2 separate regions of the Siniperca chuatsi genome follow, and region 2 is linked to region 1. The links are chromatin contacts, called in public Hi-C maps. All regions are on one chromosome and are shown on one strand. Each heading gives the region's core, a stretch centred on a gene start, on an enhancer-like site or on the middle of the called end of the contact. The rest is flanking DNA. Distances are from core to core; before and after follow the strand shown. Region 1 holds the start of furina (furin (paired basic amino acid cleaving enzyme) a). Region 2 overlaps fes (tyrosine-protein kinase Fes/Fps).

Region 1 (7,084 bases), core at 1,196-3,695:
ATAAAAGTGATGTTTTTGTGAGCACATATACATTTATTATAGTAATCCTTGTTACTAACCAATTAGATTTTTATGTAGTGTTTATAAGGCGATGATGAATGCTCTGTTTGTCTGCTTCCACAGGGAGAAACTTGGCTCCAGCAGCCCTGAACGCAGGAAGCTTCACTGTACACTCACTGGCTCTGTGCCTCTTGTTATGGCAACTAATTTAAAATGCTGGAACAAATTTAATTGACCCTTGACCTCCCTTGATATCATCATATTTGTACTTCGAATAAATATTTTGAACTGTTCTGTTCCCTCTGTGTGTTGGTCCTTTAATTTACATTGCCTTTGATTGTGCTCTGCGGCACATGTTTCACTTTTATGTGAGCTATCAGCTTGACAATATGTTAAATAAGTGTTTGTAGTTGTACTATGTATAGTATTCTTTTATTAGAACTATCAGAGGAAGCAATGCGATGATTAATGTTTATTTGACAGAGGAAAGGGCCTTCCAAACTTCACAGGATATGTGATCAAGCAAACAAACACGGGTCTATAAAAGACCTTTTTAAATCTTTTCCCCATTTATTTATAGCTTCTGTTTGACTCAGTAACCTTGATGTATGAATCCTTTCAAAGTACAACCCCTGTCCTCTCTGGTAGAGTCTTTTATACTTCCTGTATGTTTTATCGAATATAAACTGACATTCTTTAAACTTCTCTAAGAGATACTATAATGTGTGGTGTATTTAAGAGTATAATACTGGAATAGCATGTATGATAAAAATGTGTTAAATGATTTGTTGACATAAGAGATGTAATAGTAAGGGGTGAAGTTTAATATCAGAACAATTTATTGACTGGCCTGCTGTATCTGTAAATCTGAGGATTCACTAATCCCTCCTGCATGCAGGTATTTTCTATTTCTTGAGTTTGGTTCTGCATTCCAGATGAAAGTAAAATGCAATTATTACAGTCAACCTGTGCAATGGTGTTACTGAACTGATGCACAACACAGTGAAACGTTTAAGCTTTCAGGATTTATGACTTTAAGAAACAACACAACAAATAATCTGTGACCCGACTATTCAGTAGTAGTACTAGTCAAGTTACAACTTCAGCGCAGCAAGGAAACTATCTTATGTTCAGTTGCCTTTATATGTTTTAAGATTTCAAGCTTGATGAATAAAACTGATTTTGAATGTTCACCCTTTTCAGCATACTGACAGGGTTTGGTCTATATTATACTTTAAGGTTCTTAAATGGGATCTATAATCAATGAAGGTGGGTGTGTAGTATTAGCTAATTTTGTGGCCTTGTGTTGTACAGGGGCCCTGTGTGAAAAATAATTAATGTTTTAATAATAGTTTTAGCATTTTAGCAGTTTTTGTGCTCATATAGTGCTTTTTTTTTTAGCTTATTAGATAGACCCATTAGAGACATGACAGGTAATGAGGTGAAAGAGATGGGGAATGACATGCAACAAAGGTCCCTGGCCAGATGCGAACCAGGCATACATGGTGCATATTTCTAATTAAATTAACCATCAAATTATCATAGCCCAGGTGATTTGGACCAGATAGTATTATTCCAATATAGGGGTGGGCTGGAATTGGTTGGTCTGGGGAAATAATGAAGCTGCCATGCATAGTCTGCATTGTACTTACAGGGTACATAAACACTGTACAGTGGGCAGGAGGAATGTCTGGAGGTCAATAGGTGCCCAAAAGCAGTTTTTTGCCAGGGGGCCCCCAAACACAGGTTGATGTGGCCCTAAGAAAGATGCTCATTTATTATGTCTGTACTAGCAACAACAATTTTCTCAATCAAGATGACGCTTCTTGGCGTGCAGTCTGCATTTTACTGGACATCGATGAAGTGTTTTTACTATAAAAAAATATTTCCCATCTGGGAATTAAAAGCTTGTTTGGCAGCTGCCAGCCACAGCCTCGTTGTCAGGATATAAGGGTGTGATGCAGCCTGTGACCAGCAGGTGGGGGTGTAGCAGCGCTGCTGGCCGGTAAGTAGGTGTTGCTCTAACGTCTCCACTTTGTCCGCGGCCGTGACGTATTTCCTGGGGCTTGTACGGACCACTCAGCGGCACACCGGAGGGGTATCATGACTATTTATAACCAGCAATTCTCTGTTATCAATTTTTCAGTCGCTTCGCCGTGCCGTCGTCGGTTCTAACACCGCGGTGAGAGACAACAACAACCCGGGTGGAGCAGGATGTGAAAGGAAGCTGGTAAGTTGGGCCGATTGTAAGTTTCCCGTCTGCTTTAGCTTGCATTTTTTTTTTACTTGTTTAGGCTGCGTGGTCTGCGAGTTTGCAGTCTTCTCGGCTCTGGTACAGTACCACCGGGATCCCGGTTGCTGTCAGTTTGTGTGTGTCGGCTCGAAAGGGGGGGGCTCACTCACACACATGCCGAGGTGACGTCGACTGCGCCGCGTCCGGTTTCTGTGGTTGTTCCTGCGAAAAATTGCCGTGTTCGTGATCCACACTGCTCGGTCGGAGTGAGTAGTAGAAATGTGAGCAAGTGGAGGTCGGAAGTGCTCATCACGGGTGGATGAGAGGAGAGAAAAAGGGGAGGCACCTGCGTGAGAGACGGAGCAGGTCAGCCTACCGCGGTGTCAAGTTTACGTTAATCACGGCGCGGTACAGTTTCAGACATATTTGTCAAGCGGAGGAGTCATCACCGGATCAGCTCCAGCCGCTGCTCAGAGCCACATTATGACTACGTGTTGTTGTCACGGACTTAGCATGTGAGGTGAGTCCACCGACCGCGAACTCACAGCGTTTCTCCTATGAGCTGATATATTTAAACCTCTTAACTTTATCTCATAAACATTAAAGTGACTAGCGTTACAGGCCTGCGCGAGAGAAGTTTGTCCTCCTTTCGTATTCGTAACGTTACTGCGGTCACTCTCTGCTCCCTACAAACTGTCTTCTTGCTGTGTACACATGCAAACTTTTACCATACTTTAAACATTATACTCTGATATATAACCGATTACGAAGGCTTATGGCACGTAGATTCCTTTAGGACTGAACTTTGACATGAGAAGCAATCAATGCCATCTGCAAAACACAGCTGATGTTGTTGGGCTAGACTGGGCTGACCTGAAACATAATCTGGACTGATGTGAATACTAACTTTGTGTGAAAAGCGTCTTTTGGGAGGCTTCATTTCAGTTAAAGTGTAACTGAGCTGTTGCTGCTCGATGTTACAGTAGGTGTTGCATAGAAATAAGTGCGTTTCATTATGGGAGCTGACCTGCTTATGTTGTTTGTGCCTCCAGCACACTGTAATTGTATCTCTCCAGTGAGGCAATATTGAGCTGCTGATCATTATGGATAAACAAGGTTGTGGAGCCCCTTGCATGTAGTCACATGTACCAAATGAAAACAAGGCGTCTCAAATACACAATGCACATTGTTCTGAAATTAAGTGTGTGTCAGACTGCTTGCTTGCACACCATATGATGTTTCAGTCATTTTTTTTGAATATAATGGGACTAAATAGCACTCGGTTTGTGGTGCTTAAAGCGTCAAAAAACAAACAAACAAAAAAAACCCCACAGCAGACTCAACAGCAATGTCTCTTTCCAGAAATCATGACCCGGTTACTCACGATAATCCACAGACCTTGTTGTGAGCAGTTTCATGTGGGAACTATCAGTAGAAAGAAAATAGTTCCTACATGAAACATGCTCTCCAAAACTGGGCAACTCACAGCAAAACAATCTAGATGGATAAATAGCACCACAGGTAACAGGAAAATATGTATTTTTGATTTAGGGGTTAACTGTCCCTTTTTATACACTCTGCAACTTAAGAAAACATCTTCGTCTATTTGACAACAAATGCGCAGCATTTAGAAAACATGCTGCAAATACACACAACACAACCAAAGACATAAAATGACAACGGAAGTGTTTCTAGGGGACACTAAAAAGTGCTGAACACGGCTTCGACACACTTGTTGTTGACACGGTTTGTGACTCATGGAGTTATTGAAGTCTGGTCCGTGTATCATCTGTTTATGTTTGTGTTGTGGGTTTCTGACTTCTGCTAGTGCGCATGCGCTGAAAGTGACCGCTGCATGCACCTCCAAAGACCTTGCAGAGCGAAAAAGTGGACTTCTATCAGTAATTTTAATCATTTGTGAGGAGATTTAGTGTTTATGACAGATATTAATCTAGGAAATGCTATTTTTGAGCACTTGGTCACTCCAAAGTTCATAACAGGCTAAAGTCCGTCTGTCATCACTGACGAATCTGGTTATTATGTCTGATTAACAGTAGTTTTCCAACATTTTTTTCAGTTTCAAAAAATGCTTTGCAAACTTTTTCTTTGAATCTGCGTTTTCCCGCGAGGTAAGTGTACGCTGCAGATCAGACTACGCAAAGTGGAGAAACCGTAACCTACAAAACAAAATAACAGAAAAACAATGAACGGATGATACGGACTTGACTTCGTGAGTCAAAAACCTTTTTAGTGTCCCCTGGAAACACTTCTGTTGTCGTTTTGTGTATTTGCAGCATGTTTTCTAAATGCTGAGCGTTTGTTGTCAAATTGATGAAGATGTTTTCTTAATTTGCTTGTGCTTTGTCTATTTGCATGTGTTTTCTTAAGTTGTAGTGTGTTTGCCCTTGTCGGCCACCGTACCTTTTTTTTAAGTTGAGTGAGCACTGCTTTACTGTACTAGCTCTTAATGAAATGCATGTGCTGGCTCTTATCTCAGGGAAACTGAACGTAGAAAGGGAAAACTTTAGAGTTACCTGTGTAGTAGATCATATTATGGAAGTGTTTTGTATGAGCTTTGATGCTGACATTGCTGCAGGAAGTCTGAAGTAGATGGGCAAAACAAAAAAGAACAACAGACAACAGAGGTTTTGTTATTGTTTGCAAGCACTCAAATTGGGCTAGCTGAAAGTCAAGCCATTAGACCTGAGATGGGTTTTACAACATAAACAAAGCTTACTCGAGAAGATGATGAAGCAAACACACTCAATACTTTGTGAACAACTACAGTGTCTATACCTTATACCACAGCTGTGATGTCGTGTTTGGTCTTGGTTACTTACTTTTAAAACACTGAAACTAAGCAGCAGGGATACATTTTTTTCTCAACTAAAAAGCAAAGTGGTGAAAACCTACCAAATTAGAGAGGTAAAAATCCACTCCTGTTATTTAAAAACCTTCATTCAGGAGGGCAAACAATGTGGCAAAGGAGGTGTTAGTTGAAACACAAAGGTGTTTTTCTACTTCTCGGCATCCTGAAGAAAAGCTTTTATACTCACAATTGTGCCAGGATCTGTATTTATACAGCTCTTACACTCCAGAGGTGAACATTCCCACCATTTTGTTTCCTGTTTTTTTCCCCATTACTTGGAGCTCCTGTGGACTTCCAACAGAGGTCCCAAAGCTCTCACAGTGCCACTGTTTAAAAAAAACAAAACAAAAACAAACATTAGAATTAATAACATCTAATTCAAAAGCAGTCTCTGTCAGTGTCCTTGAGTAGACTCCTGCTTTCTGTGATATTCAGCTCATAGTGAAAGCCTTGTGTCATCCAGACGCTTTTATTCAGTGTACAAAGAGAATTCTGCAAATATGAAAATTCAGCTGCCTTTGTGCTCCTGTTTGCCTAAATGCTGTATCTTATATGAAAACTGTCTTTTTGAAAACATTAGAATAAAAATCTGCACACAATATTAATCCCTTGAGTTTAACATCTAAAATACTCATAGCGACGCAGAGGACAGAATCCAGATCTGTAGTCACACGCTGTTTTGCTGATATGATTCAGGCTACGTTGTCATTCCAATTCATGCACTGTGTTTTTAAACATGCAGATTGTTCGGGAATAACCAGGCAGCATGACTAAGATTCAAAACATTTGCTTTAAAACCCTAATCTGTACTCGTAGAGTAAGTGCCCTTGCTGTGATGCAGATTCACAAGATGTTATTTATTTGAATGCAGATTCAGCTAACACTGCAACCTGAAGCACTAATTTGAGAGTAAACATGGCAAACATATAAAACCTAAGTGGGGAAACCAAACAATCAAAAAGTTTAAAGCATAGTCTTTGTGATAGTAATGGTCTGATTGTTAACTTGTTGATAACTGCTGGTAATTAAAGACCACGCTTTGTAAAATAGAAGCTTGGTGAAGTGTTAGACCAGATACACTGCAGTGATTTGCTGAACTCATGCTTATGGGAAAAAAGTCTTAGATTCAGCAGCGAACACAATGTGATTTTTTTTTTTTCATTTTATTTAATTTTTTATTGATTTATTATTTTTTGGAGTTTATGGAATATTCATGAATTAACCTAATGCTGTCAATATTTTTGTCATTTCATCAGTTTGCCACACACAGCTTGTTTTATTGAGTTCATGTGTGTCACAATGTGAGAAAAAGCAGTAATAACAAGGTATTTGAAAGTGAGAAAAGGGTCATATGGCCAAATGCATTTGAGTTTGTTTTTATCTCCATTAAAATGTAAATAAAAAACTGATGAGGTGTAAACTGTTTCCTTTTTAAAACGTCCTGATGAGTTCAGTAATGAGGCTGGTTTTATCCTTTGGGTTTAATGATACTTGGCTAATTATAATTTGGTGCAGTTTTTTCTGTTATAACCTCTGTTATCACAGTCTGGCATATGGTATCATTTAACACTAAAGACCACTCAGTGCGACGGTCAGCTTCTCCTTGGTCTCTCACGAACAGTAAAGTAGTTGGGCAGTTGTTATATCATGGCGTGTGGTTTTCACACTGACGTATAAGAAACTGAGTGGTTGAGCGCCCAGATGAAGTCACAGGCGTCTGTGCTTAAAGTCCGTTTGTGTGTCTGGAAATCAAACGGCGGTTTGGAAACGTTCACGCTCTTATTTACTTGTTGCGTCAGAGGACAAAGTTGAGTGAGTCATGCCACCAGACTTATCTCTTGCTTTTCCTATCTTTCTTGTTAGCTTAATTTCTTTGTATGCTGTGTTTTAGAATTTTGATTAATTTAAAGCTGATAAATATTTTGGCAAATATTAGCTTAAATAGGCTCAAAAGTGAACTCTGGCTTTCAAACTGATGGAAA
Region 2 (7,084 bases), core at 2,031-4,530, 100 kb after region 1:
AATTGATAATATTGAAGTACGTCTATTTGCAGGAAAAAACAGTTTATTCGCTTCACACTCACACAAAATTATTGGTACAGATATCCACTGTCCCCAAAGGAATCCTGATAACTTCCTCCAACTTTTCCTCTAGTGCGACCAGCTGGTCAAACTTTTAATTTGTGCAGTACTTTTATGACCAAATACCTGCAAAATTAATGGCATTCCCATCAGCCTCAGCTGTACTTTGTGTTTATTAGAAAATGTTAGCATGTTGACATGCTAGACTAACATGGTGAACATGGTATAAGTATTATACCTGCTTAACATCAGCATGTTACCATTGTCATTGTGAGCATGTACAGCAGCTATTCCTGGAGCAAAGCAGCCTTTTCAATGAATAAGTTGACCCATAATCATAACCCTGCTATCTTTACCACCAAACAACTCTATCTAACTGGACCTACAGAATAAATATAGTATAAAATAATTTTATAATAGCCTTGCAAGTTTTATGTTTTAAGTATGTTTTCTGCATTTTTTGCTTTTATTTTGATAGTAACAGTAGAGAAGTGAAAGAAATGAGGAAAGAAATGAGAAGAGAGGACACTCACTGGTTTTGCCAGTTATTATACATTTTTACTAACCAACATGATGTGCTCTGGATCTTTTTTTTCAGGACCACAGCCGAAGCTCTTCCAAACTCCTCATGGACGGGATTATAAGCAATCTGAGTGGCCTGTTTAAACCCAAATGTGAGGTAGGTTAAACAGTGAATTACAATCAAGGCACAATAATTACACACAAAGCAATGAGTGATTGAGTAAAAGTTGTTATACTAAACTGTATGGCATTACATTGTACGCACAAAACAATGTCAATTTCTGAGTATGTTGTTGAAGGACATTTTTAAAGGAAGGACACTTGTTCCACTTGAAGGACAATTCCCCTCCTCACTCCTCCACCTCCCTGCCTTTAACTTTAACTGCAGTGTCTGTTTTTGTACACTCAAACCTCTAACCACACAACAAACAATTCATCATGTTTTGGAGAAAGTGCCAGAGTTTGAAAGTGTATCCTCTGCACGGCTGAGTTTGCTCAAGCACATGATCTTTCTTTGGGGTCTCGTGCTCCTGAAGGCACCGTTGGATTAAATGAGGTCAGCTTTGAGTCAGCTGCCTGACCTAAAACTAAGTTTACTTCTCAGGCAGCCAGTTTACATTTCATCGTTTTATCATCACTGACAGATGATAGCACACACAGAGCCATGATGCAGCTGTCCTGCACACAAACTCTCCACAGGAAAAGGCCTCGTGCAGTCAGTCTTTCAGTTTTTAATCTGTCAGAAGGATAAGAATGACTGTGTGCATGCTGTAACAGATGATCTTGAGCAAATAATATTTTACTGTCTGTAATGTACTGGACTTCAAGTCTGAATCATTTGCTGCTTTTCTTTAAGTGTGAACTACTTCTTGCTCTCCAACTCCCCACTCTGTGGTACCCTGGAGGCATGGAAGTTGGTGCGGTTAGGCTTCAAAGTATTACAGACTCTTCTTTGAAGTATCTCCGTATAATCTGTGCAGAATCAGCCTAAAATCCATCATCTGTCACTTGTTATTGTTTCATTATTCATGTCTTTAAAGATTCTGCTTTTCTCTCTTCCTGCCTCCAGGTGCTTCCGGTCCTCACCCTGGTGCAGGAGGTCGATCGTCCTCTGGGGCAGCAGGACTGGTACCACGGAGCCATTCCCAGACTGGAGGTCCAGCAGCTGCTGAAGAATGACGGAGACTTCTTAGTGAGGAAGAGTCAAGAGAAGCAGGGTTATGTGCTCTCTGTGCAATGGGATGGATCCTGCAAGCATTTCCTCATTCAGAACACTGATGTAAGTAAATCTGCTCAGTGGAAGAAAACACTTTTGTAGAGAGTTGTAGAAGTACATTTTACATTATATGTAGACCCTGTGTGTTTCTGTGTGCATTTTACATCATATGTGTTTGAATATGTCTGTTTTGAATGATCAAGATCACTGATATTGCTAAAATTATTAGATGTAGTTTCCTTCCCTATTTTGCCTATATATGAGGAAGTTACGAGAGCATGTAAATGATACATGGCTATTTTCTACCTGGTGTTAAATTGCAAATTAAATGGAAGTTTAGATTTTTAGAATGAATGCAAACTAGATATGGGACAAGTTATTTAACCATTCAACAATTTAAAAAGCTATTTTGTTATATGTGTTTTTTTTCATTATGCCGTGAAGTTTTTCTCCTTCCTGTTTGTTTGCACATTTACAGTTCACTTCGGTAAATGCTTTCCCATGTGTGTCAGTAGACTCTGTACCGTCTGGATGGAGAAGGCTTCCACAGTATCCCGCAGCTGATCCATCATCTACTATCCTCACGACAACACATCACCAAGAAGTCTGACATAGTGCTGAAGAAACCTGTACTGAAGGTACTGCTGTAACACACACGCGCACGCACACACACACACACACACACACATGCGTTTACTTATGTCACTTATGGGGACATTACATAGACTTACGTTCATTTCCTGGAGACTTACCTAACCCTAACCAATACTTGCCTAATACTAACCTTAACCTTAACCATAACCTAACCCCTATCCCAATTGGGGACAAAGCTTTTATCTGTTATTAAAGCTTCAACTGTTATTAAAGTACTTGCCTAGTCATCACAGATGAGCACATATGCAAATCTAAACTTGCTCTCTAATGATCTTTCTTTCAGATTGTGTTACCTTTTCTTTTCTCTCCTCCTTGCTAGTAACACAGTTTAAAACAGTAGTATTATATGTTTCTTTTTCTTAATTTTTTAACCCCATTAGGACAGGTGGGTCCTGGAACATGATGATATTATCTTGGGACACTTCATAGGACGGGTGGGTGAACTTAACGTCTATTGACAGAAATGTAGAAGCGAAGTTTTATCTATAATTGTCATGAAATTGTGCACATATGGTAACAGTTCATCAAGGAAATTGTTAACTTCAGATTAGATATGTACCCTGCTGAGTTAGAAAAGAGAGTTAAAAAAACTGTAACTGAACATGTTGGTGTTTGCAGGGTAACTTTGGAGAAGTGTACTGTGGTCGTTTACGCTCTGATAACACTCCTGTTGCGGTGAAATCCTGTAAAGAGAACCTGGCCCCAGAGCACAAGAGTAAGTTCCTGATGGAAGCCAGGTTAGTATACACACACACCCACACACACACAGTCACACACACACACACACACACACACACACACACACACACACTCCTCTTTGTACTCCTCTCCTGTGGTGTCCAGGATCCTGAAGCAGTATGACCATCCAAACATTGTGAAGCTGATAGGAGTGTGCACTCAGAAACAGCCCATCTACATCATCATGGAGCTCATTCAAGGTAAATATGATCTTGTTGGACTTGGTTATATCTCTCAGCTTGTTTACCCGACAACTGCAAGCTTTATTGTACCATCATTGCTTCCCCACTTTGCTCCTTCATCATCACTCTATATATGTGTGTTTGTGTGTGTGTCTACATATTTCATAAGGTGGTGACTTTCTCTCCTTCTTGCGGCGTGAGAGTCACAGTCTGAACCCTAAGATGTTGGTCAAAATGACAGAAAATGTAGCATCTGGCATGGAGTACTTGGAGAGCAAGAAGTGTATCCACAGGTTGGTCAATCAATCAGTCAATATTTGTACAGCCCCCTTTGTAGGGACAATAGATCTAATCATTAAATCAGGAACAGGTAAGATTGTGACTTTGTATAATTGAATTCAGAGACACTTGCATGAAGGATTTGACCATTTATAGCAAATGGTTATGCAGTTAGAATTGGTAGTGGTTTCAAAGTGAGAAGTTTCAGGCAGGCCGGATTTATAATGGCCGGACTGTACACCTGCATGAATATGATTGGATATTGTTAGTCATCTGATAGCTAAACAGCTAATGATGGTGAGCCACTAATGGTAACGCATGAATGAAACAGGTGATACCAATCAGCTAATGCAAGTGCAATTGCAAAGGACAACTGTATTTCAGTCAGGACCACTTAGTCAAAGAAACCTATATTTGATCTGCAGTTAGATTTGGGGGTATGGCTCTGTTCTGGGAGAGCAGCAGCAAGCAATGATAACAGAAATAACACTGATTAGTCAGACACGGCATGAAAGGAGGAGGCGGCTTGCAAAGCGGCTTGCAGAGGAAGCAGCAAGGATTGGCAGGCTAAAGCAGCTTAAATAAGGGGCCTTGTATGAGATTTGCCAATTGAATGAGTAGAAGAGAATCAGCTGACCCATCAGCTGATGTGGGCTGGCTTGAAATGGGCTGTTGTCAGCTGATGTAGCTGGAATTGTGAGCTGAGCTTGACCTCATGGCCTGAACTACCTGAACTAACGTTATGCTAAATTTTTGCACATTGTGTTATAAGAAGGGAAAACCTAATTGTAACAAAACACTGGAATAATTCATGTTTAAAACTGTATATAGATAATTTGTATGTTTATTTTGTAATTTATATATTTGTTATGTCTTAGATAGTGTAGGCCTAACACAAAGAAGCATCCTTAGATCAGAGGACAGTGTACCTTATGTCTAGATTTCTCCAAACTGTGTGGTGGATCAATAGCCACAATGAATTTAAGACACAGGAAACATAAAACACATTAGAGTAGTGTGTTAGACAAATTATGGTTACAGTGAAATGAATGCAGTGAGTTAAATAGTTGCATATTAAAACATGTTAATTTTACAAAAAGCCTTTATGGTTCATAATACTAAACATAATTTACTTCCCCAACATTCACTTTATCTAACTGTCAGCCAAACTACACTTTTCCCTCATCGCTTCCCAGTATGTTGATAGCAGTCAAATAGTCGATTGAAAATGAGAGATTAAAAGTTTTCTTGAATAAGTGATGTGTGTTGTGTCCTTGAAGAGGAAGCTAAAATGTGCTCCAGTGGCTGACCTACAATTTTTTTCACTTAAATGAAAAAGACAGTACAACCATGAATTCAAGTGATAACATGATGAAAGATGGATAGTGACTGCTGTCCTGACTTCATTCCACAAAAAAGAGCCTCGACTGTACTGGTTATATGACTCACAATGATCTTGAGCTGTAAAAGAAACAGGGAGCCAATGCAAGGATGCTGAAATGGGTGTGATGTGTTCTTTTCCTTCAAGAGGAAAACTGGCTCACGACCGTAACTGTAGCTACACAGAAACAGCTTCTAAAGACTGTGGATCTCTAAGTAAGCAAGAACTGGTTATAAAGATCAAACATGGGGTTTTGTATGTAGCCTATAAACAAAAAAATCTTGCTTTCAAAGCATTTATTAAAAGACAATTAGAAAAAGCTGAGGTCCAAAAACATTGCAAGAGTATGTAAAACTGAACAGCTATTTTTTGTGTGAAAATACTGTAAATGATGCAACCTGAAATAGAAGTGTATGCATGATTTTTGTAGCTTTTTAAGGGATCTGTTGTTGCATGAGTGCGATTGCGGTACTTATGGTGAGGCATCAGTGGAGGTTGTCGGTGCTCGGGAGAAGACATGAGACACCCGGCTCATTATAGGAGCACTGTACGATTTGCCCAGGGGGGACAGATCAGAGCAGGCTGCTGGTAGCTGCTCAACCTGTAACGCTGCATGTCAAACTGCCTCACATGCAACACCAGACATGACAAGAACACCTGTTCTCTCACTCCTTTCAGTCCTGTCTGTTCTTTGCTGTTTCTCCTTTTTTCATATAGAGCATGATGTTTCTGTGTCTGTGTTTGAATCAGCCTCTGTGTACATGCCTTTAACATCTTTCTCCCTCTGTCTTTTTTTAAAGAGACCTGGCAGCGCGAAACTGTCTGGTTACAGAGCACAACTTGGTGAAGATCAGTGACTTTGGGATGTCCCGTCAGCAAGATGACGGTGTCTACTCTACAGACGGCGGCCTCAGACAGATCCCTGTAAAATGGACAGCTCCTGAAGCCCTGAACTATGGTACGCCACAACTGCCTCTGCCCTGCAGTCACAACCAGAAACACTTCTCTATTTCTCTCTGCCAATAGCCAATTAAAAACTGATGTGCCTGTGCCTTTGCCACTGCTGCCCCCTGGTGGTTTTTTCAGGTCGTTATACCACAGAGAGTGATGTGTGGAGCTTTGGTGTCTTACTGTGGGAGACCTTCTCCATGGGAATGACACCCTACACAAGCATGACCAACCAACAGACACGAGAAGAGGTGGAGAAAGGTAAAGACTCAGGCACCAGGAAGCACTTGTGTTCAGATACCATCAAGGAAAGTTCCTGCTCCTACATTGTGCTTGATTCAGACACTTCCACATGTTTCAGAAATTATGTAGAGTGTGCTAAGATGATCTCAATACCTGTTTTGACTGTCTGTGATGTGTTTTAGGATACCGTATGCCTGCTCCACATGGCTGCCCCGTGGAAATTGCCAGGATTATGAGCAACTGCTGGCAGTACGAGCCCAGAAGCAGACCATCTTTCAAGAAACTTCGGGCTGAGCTCAGTGCCATATACAACAAAATTATATAATACCAAGTCTGTTAATTGGACATGTACTGTAAAGGTTTGTTTTCTGTCTGTTTGATTTGTTTGTAACTTTGCATCTTGACATGCAAATTAAAAAACAAAATGAAAAATTATTTAAAAAATATTGGACTCCTTGTCATGGTTTTGAGGGTTACATCTAGTCATTTCCTGTTTTATTTTGCAATATTCTCCTCACCTCTTGTGTTTTTTGATCTCTGCCTGCCTGACTACATATGTAAGCCTGGTGTTCTCTATTAAATCATTGAAGTCATCCTGTCTGCGTTTGGGTCCTTTCCCTGTTCCTGCTTTTGTTGTAGGAATGAGTTTTGTGAAATTGAGTTTGGTGGACTTGTAAAATATCAGTGGACCAGTTGATGGCAGCATTCATGTTCCTTCCCTTCTTGTCCTGTCTGTCTGTTTTTCATACCTCCTCCTTCTCCTTCTCCTCCTCCTCCTCCTCCTCCTAAGAACAGAAGATGTCTTAAACATATCTGTCACCTTTGAGACAGCACAAACTTGTGCTACTGGGGACAATAAGG

What was found. A called contact is a pair of places that touch in the nucleus more often than the background predicts.
Region 2: a Hi-C map of liver shows a contact between it and region 1, with 3 times the contacts expected there. The contact joins the enhancer-like site here to the promoter of furina in region 1. A contact is called at or near these places in 2 of 3 Hi-C or Micro-C datasets (liver and skeletal muscle).

What each region holds. Positions count from the first base shown.
Region 1 is chrLG1:18,710,261-18,717,344 of ASM2008510v1, forward strand. furina (furin (paired basic amino acid cleaving enzyme) a) reads left to right here and starts at 2,446. Exons shown (of 16, transcript XM_044206876.1): 1 at 2,446-2,753. It overlaps LOC122881103 (stereocilin), which reads left to right. Exons shown (of 29, transcript XM_044206866.1): 29 at 124-292. The coding sequence ends at 212.
Region 2 is chrLG1:18,810,186-18,817,269 of ASM2008510v1, forward strand. fes (tyrosine-protein kinase Fes/Fps) reads left to right here. Exons shown (of 17, transcript XM_044203171.1): 9 at 659-739; 10 at 1,652-1,861; 11 at 2,314-2,436; 12 at 3,071-3,189; 13 at 3,296-3,390; 14 at 3,542-3,665; 15 at 5,833-5,990; 16 at 6,119-6,241; 17 at 6,406-6,816. The coding sequence ends at 6,548. Among protein-coding and RNA genes, the nearest start is that of fes, 13 kb to the left of the region's middle. Within about 2 kb of position 3,281, the one cell type or tissue checked has an H3K27ac peak away from gene starts, as active enhancers do. A contact at or near this core is called in liver, where this site is marked.